Linked DNA regions of Triticum aestivum: region 1 is linked to region 2. Evidence: chromatin contacts called from public Hi-C data. All regions are on one chromosome and are shown on one strand. Each heading gives the region's core, a stretch centred on a gene start, on an enhancer-like site or on the middle of the called end of the contact. The rest is flanking DNA. Distances are from core to core; before and after follow the strand shown.

The links. Hi-C and Micro-C count contacts between places; a contact is called where the count stands out from the background.
Region 1: a contact with region 2 is called in a Hi-C map of leaf, with 3 times the contacts expected there. The contact joins the promoter of LOC123138362 here to the promoter of LOC123138359 in region 2. A contact is called at or near these places in 2 of 5 Hi-C or Micro-C datasets (both in leaf).

The regions. Positions count from the first base shown.
Region 1 is chr6B:624,319,720-624,324,212 of IWGSC CS RefSeq v2.1, forward strand. It overlaps LOC123138362 (actin cytoskeleton-regulatory complex protein PAN1), which reads left to right and starts at 2,424. Exons shown (of 7, transcript XM_044558325.1): 1 at 2,424-2,817. The coding sequence starts at 2,669.
Region 2 is chr6B:624,000,314-624,004,533 of IWGSC CS RefSeq v2.1, forward strand. LOC123138359 (galactoside 2-alpha-L-fucosyltransferase) reads right to left here and starts at 1,732. Exons shown (of 2, transcript XM_044558323.1): 1 at 1,343-1,732; 2 at 1-511. The coding sequence starts at 1,589.

The DNA.
Region 1 (4,493 bases), core at 1,174-3,673, 320 kb after region 2:
GTTATCTCTCACCTTTACTTGTGCAAGCTTATTTTGTGTTGTATCCTTTGCTTGCTTGTGTGCTTGTTGTTGTTGCATCATATAGGTTGTTCACCTAGTTGCACATCTAGACAACCTACTTTGATGCTAAATTTAATTTGGTCAAGAAAAGCTAAAAATTGTTAGTTGCCTATTCACCCCCCCCCCCTCTAGTCAACCATACTGATCCTTTCAACAGGGGCGACACCGACGAACACCACCAGAGATGAACACATACCACCGTCGACCCATCTGGCCTCACCACCACCACCAACATCCCTGCAGCAACACCCACACGTCAACCAAGCAGACCCCAAGATGATGCCTTCAAGAAGGGTCGCGACGTCGGTTGCGCCGCCATCATCCACACCAGGAGGACTTGGGCCAGGGGTTTCCCCGGGGTCTAAACTACCATGTTCATCCGACCAAGCAAGGTGAGCCTTGAACGTTGGTCGTCTGATCGCCACCCAATGACTCCCCAAAGAGGGGAGAGGGTCATACAGGAACGAGGTGGTCCAGAGAGGATCACACCCCGCTAACCCGGCTTCCGATTGGAGAATCAAACCACTCCGGGGTCCGATGACGAGGAGGAAACAACCTAGCGATGACGCCTCCAAGGAGGTTAGCGGTGCCCATGGGCGTCGCCGTCGCCGGCTCCCGATGGAGCATGGCTTTCGCCACGGTTGATCCGACAACCACTCGACGGACGGCTGAGTGTGATGAGTTGCGCACGAACACAACCTCCAGCAGCCACATCCCACCTGCCGCGCAGAGCTGATCCTCCCGAGACGTGCCACCACCACGCCATCGAGCAGCAGCCACCGGAGCTCCGAGTTGGACGTCGGCAAGGCCATGGCGTGAGACATGGTTGACCCGAGCTAGAGAAATGCCAGATCTGAGTAGCGCCTGTCCTGGTAGCCCGTCACACAGCGGGACCAGAAGCAGCTGAGCGCAACATCCCCAACACCCGGCGCGGACCACCAAAGACCAGATCCAGGTGGATCTAGACCGCCTGCGCCGCAACAGGGCAGTCTCCGATCAAACCCGGGTCATCCGTTGCGCCGCTCCACCACCCCAACGCCGTGCTCGAGCGGCCAAGCCACGGCACGGACGAGATGCAGGTCGCCAGAGCTGGTTGTGCCAGAACGAGACCCACACGAAAACGCTGCCGCGGTCACCGAGGGAGGGCTCTGTCGTGCTCGAGGCCTTCCCACGACGCGAGCAAGGTCTCCTCCGCCGCCGTCGGCCGCAGAGGCTTCGCCCTGCAACTTCCTCCGACAGCGGCGGAGAGGAGAGGAAGGATTCTGCGCCGCAGCTAGGGTTGCTTTTCCGCCCGAGCCGCTCGCACGGGAGCGACGCGGGGGACAATAGAGACAAAGCCTAAATATCATCACTTAATCATGTGAAACTATTTCACACACGACTCCTTGAACCTGATTGTCAGAGGACATGTGATGCAACAACCATGTTCCAACACACACGATGGAAGGCCGAGTTGAGTTGTGGTGCAAAAAACGCGCAGCCATTGTCGTGCATGTAGCAACGTTCTCGATCATGTGATACTTGTTCTCGTCTTCATTTCTATCTCAAAGGTGGTCATATTCGTTTACAATGTAAAATTTCAGTTGCGAGGAAGAAACTAGCTTGTGGTTTTGCTCCGGTTTCTTGATTGATTAAAAAGACCATATGGAAGAAAGAAACATTTTTGTCGGCCGAGCTCGAGTCGGCCTGAGCATCTCCGCCTCCTCCGTACGCAGTGCGGCACAGGTTCGGGTGGATTTTTCCGGTTTCCTGCGGAACCCTGTGGCAGAAACAGTGCTTGGAATAAATTCCATCGGTGCTTTTCCCCTCTGCTCCAAACGGGCCAGATAAAACCATCCCTCGGGAACCGAGCTCGCTACGAGAATCCAGTAAAATCCACTAAATCCAAGCGTGAGCGCAGTAAAGATAAAAGTTTTGCTTTCAACGCTAGTACGCGGTAGAAACAAAAGTTGAACAGGATTGGCACAGTAAAAAAGAAGTTGCGCACTTCTGGTATGCGCTTCCAGTCCTTTCTGCGGAAGCGCCTTTGCCCCTTTTCATTCCCACGTCGAGTCCTACTCCTGTAGCTCCCGCCGGGCGCGGGCCCACCCACCCACATGCTAGGCCAAGTCAAGTCCGCGCGTGACCTTTCCTTTTCAATCCGGCGGCTCAGGCCGCGCCCACGCCAAGCGTCGCGGCATCCCAGCCGTCCGCCCACGCAGCGCCTCCAGAGCGTCCCCCTCTGCGCCTCTCTTCCACACGCACGAGTGTCCGTACAGCAGCGCCCACGCGGAACCAGCGTCTCCACGCGGGCCCGCGCGTCAGCATCGCTGACACTCCCACGACGCACCTCTCCTAGGCTCCTACTCTACCCCCTCTCTCTCTCTCTCTCACTCACTCTCACTCGCCATTCTTTCATGCACGGGGCAGCGGAGGCCTTAAAACCCCAATCCCCCCGCACCCCTTTCCCCCTCGCGGGTTCTCCTTGCCGCCGCCGCTCGCCTGAGGAGAGGAGAGAGGGAGGGAGGGAGAGATCTTGCTGCTGCCGCAGTGCCGCTTCATCTATCCTTGCCCGCGAAGCTGCCGCCGGCGCTCGCCTGAGGCGTGGGCTTGTGAGGCGGGGGAGGCCATGGAGGCGGGGCAGGATCCGGAGGCCGAGGACGAGAACCCGGGCTTGCAGGAGCTGTTCCGGCACTACGACGACCTCTACTTCCGCGGCGCGCTCGCCGGCGCCGGCTTCTCCGTCGAGCGGGCCGCCCCGCGCGCCAAGACGATCAGGTGCGCATCCGCCTCTTGGGCTCCCGTTTCTTTGACTCTTGCGGGGGTGGGTGGGGGGGTTGGACCGTCGGGGTGGGCTCCAGGATTTTGCTGGAGACCCCGATCGACTCCCCGGCCGTTAGGAGATGGCTTGCCCGACGAATTTATTTTCTAGCGTCTTTCAAAGAACAATCCTGCTTAGGATGGCGGCGCTATAGATTCTCCCTAATCGCCTCAAAAGATGTTCGTTGTTTAGCAGCATTTGACACTCCCCACTTCGATTTGCATAAAAGATTTTGATTTTATTTCGGTCTAAGTCGATTTTTCCGTCCAATGGTGCAATGGCGTCAAATCTTGATTTCACTTTTTTTTTAAATATAGCATTTTCCCCATTGATTGCTTGCTTGAGCTCAGCTCGACCTTCTTTACAGATCGCAGCACTTCCTTCATGAACTCATTATCTTTTTTTTTTTGCGGGTGAAAATTCTATTGATCAAGTTGTAGCAAGGCTACAGTCTGAATTACAAAGTTCAATAACCTCTGACAGGCCAGAGTTTAACCAAACAACGGTTCTTTCTTCACTTGTAGCAAACTTTGCTAAGAAATCACAAACACTATTTTGACTACGCTTAATGTGCATAAAGGTGGTCTCACGGAGTTCCCTTAATAGCTTAATCTCACGCACCAAAGTAGCAAAAATGGATCTGTTCGTGTTATCATCATTGATCATATTTACTGCCTCCAAAGAATCCATCTCCACCTGTATTGGAAGATCAGTTCTCTGTAAAGCGATAGATAAACCTTCCATACAAGCAGAAAGTTCAGATTCAAGAGCATTCCTGCAAGAGAAAAGTACTCTGCATCTGCATGAAGAGAAAATAATGCTCCCAGTACTATCGCGAAGAACCATTCCGGCACCTGCTCGGTCATCAGTAGTCCAAGACCCGTCGATGTTAAGCTTTGTCCATTTGACATCAGGAACTGCAGCCGTGGCAGTGTGTGTACAGTTGGACAGATGCTCATACGAGATAGTATGCTTCCCCTTGTTTTGGTCGCAATCTGAGTTTTTGAGAGTCACCAATGAGTCCACATAACTAACCACAAAGCTCCTTGACACCTTCAACGAAGGAGGGACCTTATCATGGGTCACTTCATTTCGGTTGTGCCACACCCGCCAGAGGGTCATTAAGAGCATGCACCTATCAATCTCAGGCAAAGGATGGAGCACATTCAGCAGCCACTCCCTTCCTGTGTTTTGAACCTCTTCCAGATTCGGCAGCCGCCAATTCAATTGCATGCACTTCCACATTTGCACAGCTAAGGGACAGCAGCAGAGAGCATGGAAAGTGTCTTCCGTTTCTCGATTACAAACAGGGCATGTCCCTGATAACTCAAGACCCCGTTTATATTTGTTCTGCCAAGTAGGGAGAGAGTCCACCGATGCACGCCATGCAAAATTCTTGACAGTAGGAGGCACATGGCTTTTCCAAATAATTATAATCTGCCAGCAACTACGCCGTCCATCCGGTGCTGAGCTAGATGCTTGAGCTGTCGATCTGCAAGATTCTTCAAAGGCAAGATTATACGCCGACTTGACTGAAAAAGTACCACTTCTAGCCGGCCCCCAAGCGATCACATCTTCACCTGGTCTAGGTGAAGCTTTGATTTTCAATATTTCTGATATGTCACATGGTAAG
Region 2 (4,220 bases), core at 482-2,981:
TTACTCTTCAGCTTGTTTCCGTAACTCTCAGGAGAGACAACACTGAAGTTCTTGAACTGCTTAATGGGGAAATCTGACGGTAGCAACCATGAAGTTTCAGGAAATGGTTCGCAGAAGAGATCTGCGGTGCCTTTGTCTCCGTCGACAAGTAAGACTCTGTTTGTAAGGATTGCATACAGAAATGCCGAGGCGATTGTCAAGATCCTGTTCCCGAGACCACTGTAAGCTGTCCAGACCAGATAGTTGCAGTCCATAACCTTAATATCCTGACCAGACTTAAGCTGCTCAACAGCTTTCATGTATAATTCAGTACGTGGACCACACTTTTTCTGGAGGGCCTCTTGTTCCCTTAATCTTTCCAAGAGGTAGGTAGATGGAAAGTGGGGCGATATTCGACGATACAGTACTGATTGGTATCTACTTAGGCAAGATTGTTCATCAAAACCAGGAGCTAGCAAGCCTCCAAGTAATTTGTCCTTGACAACTTCCGGAGATCCTGAGGTGCCGTCTTCTGAAAACACAACAACAGAAAAACATTGTATCAGAATTCATGTACAGAACATAAGAGTTATGCTTCAATCTGCAGAAGAAAAATGAAAACAAAATGTTCATCTTTTGGTCAAGTGTCATTGATGCCTGAGGTAGGCGCGGATTACTCAAGTCAGTCAGTAAATGCGGATGACAAGGATAGAACAATGCAGTGCATAAACAAGACAAGGCACGGAACAACAGTCGCATGAAACATAAACTAGACAAAGCTGACCCTGTTTACCATGGCAAATGATGGTAAAGTAATTTAGCATCAATGCTCATATGCTATGGATATCACGGTATACAAGGAAATTTAGCAATTAGTACAAAAAAAAATACACATGTAACGAGAGCTCGGGGCGGCATTCAGAACCCCAGCATTCTGTAGGCAATAGTGTTCACTGCGCTCATACTGCACATTGTGATCTGAAGAACGTTGTGGCTAGTCACTGACAATTACCATCACCGACGGTAAATATCAGTAAACATCAAACGTACCAAAACCTAGCAACTTGCAACATTTTAAAGTTTAAGAGCTAAACTGACACAAAAAATACTGGAAAAAAAAAAACTCGCTTGCAATAACTAGGGAGTATCAGCGCACATGTCAAAAGAGAAGAGGGAGTATCAGCCCAGCGAAGAAAGTCATGGAGCCCAGACATTAAAGGCGCCATGCTTGGCACCCTGAATGTACAAGTCCGAGAATTCAGGGTTCGAACAAAAGCCGTGGTCCTAGCGGCAGCCGAACTCAAAAATGGAAACTTGCGTTACGGGCGCAGGCGTATCCGTGGTATGTGTCTCACGTACGTACCATCTCGCGGACGGACGAGGCGCAGGTCATCGCGCCCGGAGGGATCAGCGTCGAGGAGATGGCCCCTCCGCGCGGCGGAGCCCCCGGCGAGCATGAGGAGGAGGACGGCGCAGACGACGAGCGCCGCGGCCGGCAGGGACCACCGCAGCAGCAGCATCGCCGCGCCGCCCTTCCTCCCGCGCGGAGACGCCTCCGCGGGCGCCTCCTCCTCCCGCGGCGTGCGGCGGATCCGCTCCTTGATGTCCATGCGGGCCGTGTCCCGGGGTTCTTCTGCCTGCCTGCCTTCCGCCGGAAAAAGGCACAGGCGGCGTCAAAAGATGGGCGCTGCCTACGTCTCTCGTGGCGCGACCGCGACCGGGGTTGATGTACTAGTAGGGGAGGGGGTGGGCACGGGCGGAGTGGGGGCCGCACGCGCAGGGGTTTTGAACCTTCGATGCGATGCGATGCGTTTCAGTTCAGGTGGGAAAAACGGTGAGAAACGATGTGATCGAGCCGACGGCGTCGGTCGTCGTCGGTGCGGCTCTGTCGGTGGTCACTGGGCGGGCGCCTCGGCGTGGCTTTTTCGCGGTCTGGCTCCTGCTTTTTGTGGCGCGGTGGCCGTGCCGGGGCTCCTGTGCGGGGTACCGGGCGCGCGCGGCTCGCCGAGTTGGGCGGTTGATGAGGCGACCGTGCCGGCCGATGCGGCTTTGCATGGTGGAGCCGGTTGGTTCGTCTCGGGTGACGCCGGTGCACTGGGCGTCCCACGCCGAGGTGTCGTGCTTCCCCTTCCTGCAGTACACTTCCTGAAGGCCCAGTTACACAACATACAACTTTGTGAGCAAGAAATGAAGGCCCGGTTCATGAAATCAATTAGCAAAGGTCTTCGCATGGAAAGCACATGTTTGTTTACGCGAAAAGCACATTTGTTCTTCTCGGAAATGGAAAAGAATATGTGCTTTCAAGAGAATCTGGTTTTTTCATCCAACTTCTATATATTTCGTTTGATGTTCTGTGAAAAACAATTTATAAATTTTATAAACACTTTTGAAATTTCAAGAATATTAGTACATTTTATTTATTTACCGAATTTAAATAAAAACATTCATGAAGTAAAAATGTTCCCAAATTTCAAAAAATAGTGGCGAATTTATAAAAAATAAATAAAATAAGAGAAAAAATATGAATTCAAAACATTTATACTAATTGAAAATATGTTCATGAATTTTAATTTTTGTCAATTAAAAAAACGAATTTCCACAAATATTCATTAATTTAAAAGTTGTCCGCGAGTTCAAGAAATGTTAACTTTTTGTTTTTGTTTTTTGGATTTCAGAAATGTTTACAGATTAAAAAATGTAAAATAGAAAAATAAAAATAAAAGATTTCGAAGAAAACTGATAAACCATCAAAGAAAACACATAAAAAGAAAAATGGTAAAATGGCGGTTATAGAACTTTTCCAAAACCGGTGGAAAAGGAATAGAAAGGGCACGCACTAGGTCGAATCCCATAGGTGCCAAATCCAGGCTAATCCCTACGCGGCGCACATCCCCGACCGAAAATGGGCGGCCCAGATAGAACTATAGTGATAGTTTGGTTCTTATCGTGGTTTTTTCGGGCCTGTTTTTTTCTGTTTTGTTTCTGTCTGTTTTTAGTCTGAATTTTGGTGAATTGTTTTATTTTTTATTTTATTCATTTTATTTTGAAACATTTTTAGTTTTTATGATTTATTTATTTTTCAAACTCGTGAATTTTTCTGTTGTGTTGCGTTTCAGGTGGAGAAAACGGTGAGAAACGATGTGATCGAGCCGACGGCATCGGTCGTCGTCGGTGCGGCGCTATCGGTGGTCACTGGGCGGGTGCCTCGGCGTGGCTTTCCGTGGTCTGGCTCCTGCTTTTTGTGGCGCGGCCGCAGGGTGAGGTGCCGTGCCGGGGCTCCTGTGCAGGGCACCGGGCGCGCGCGGCTCGCCGAGTTGGGCGGTTGATGAGATGAGGCGAGCGTGCCGGCCGATGCGGCTTTGCATGGTGGAGCCGGTTGGTTCGTCTCGGGCGACGCCGGTGCACTGGGCGTCCCACGTCGAGGTGTCGGGCTTCCCCTTCCTACAGTACACTTCCTGAAGGCACAGTTGTAGAACTTATAACTTTATTATGAGAAAGAAATGAAGTCTCAATTCATGAAATCAATCAGCAAAGCTCTTCGCATGGATTATTGGAAGCAATTAAGGAGCCATGAGGTCAGAGAATTTTCTGCCCTCGCTGGTCCGATTATTTGGATCTGATGAGTTTATGTTGTTGTGTCAAGCTTTTTGTGTTGGTCTGATTTTTTGTGGAGGTGAAATCTTTCATCGTCACTGTTGTGAAGATATAGTGATTCGACAACCTGCACTTCTAGGGGATCAACCCTGGCCCAAGTAAGTTCATCGATCAAGGCTTCCCATCTTTTTGGATGGACGACTCAAGGCACTTTCAAAAACCATTGTTAGTAATGTTCGTGCGGATGAAAGAGTGACAACATTGTTGCTTCAGTCCAATTGCGGCCTCTTTACCGAAGTCTTCGCAGTATTTCTTCGAGCAGGGATGATACCGCAAAGAAGGTGTTTTCAGAAGATTTCATTGTAATTCTTAATCATAGGAGTTACTTTGCATTTTCTTAGATCATACGTCCAAATCAGTGTATCTGTAATTGTTATGAGTATAAATAAAATTACAGGGTGTTTCTAAAAAAACAAGGGTTATGCCTTGCGCAAGGGACACTTTCTTGCAAGCCAGCTCGTCGAGTGGTGCGACTAGCCGCCGTCACAAGTCGCATGTCGGGCCCTTCCTCTAGATTTTGGTTATTTCTTTTTTGTCTATAGGTATTTTTGGGTTTTAGATGTACTTTTTGGCCTTTTTAGTTTTTG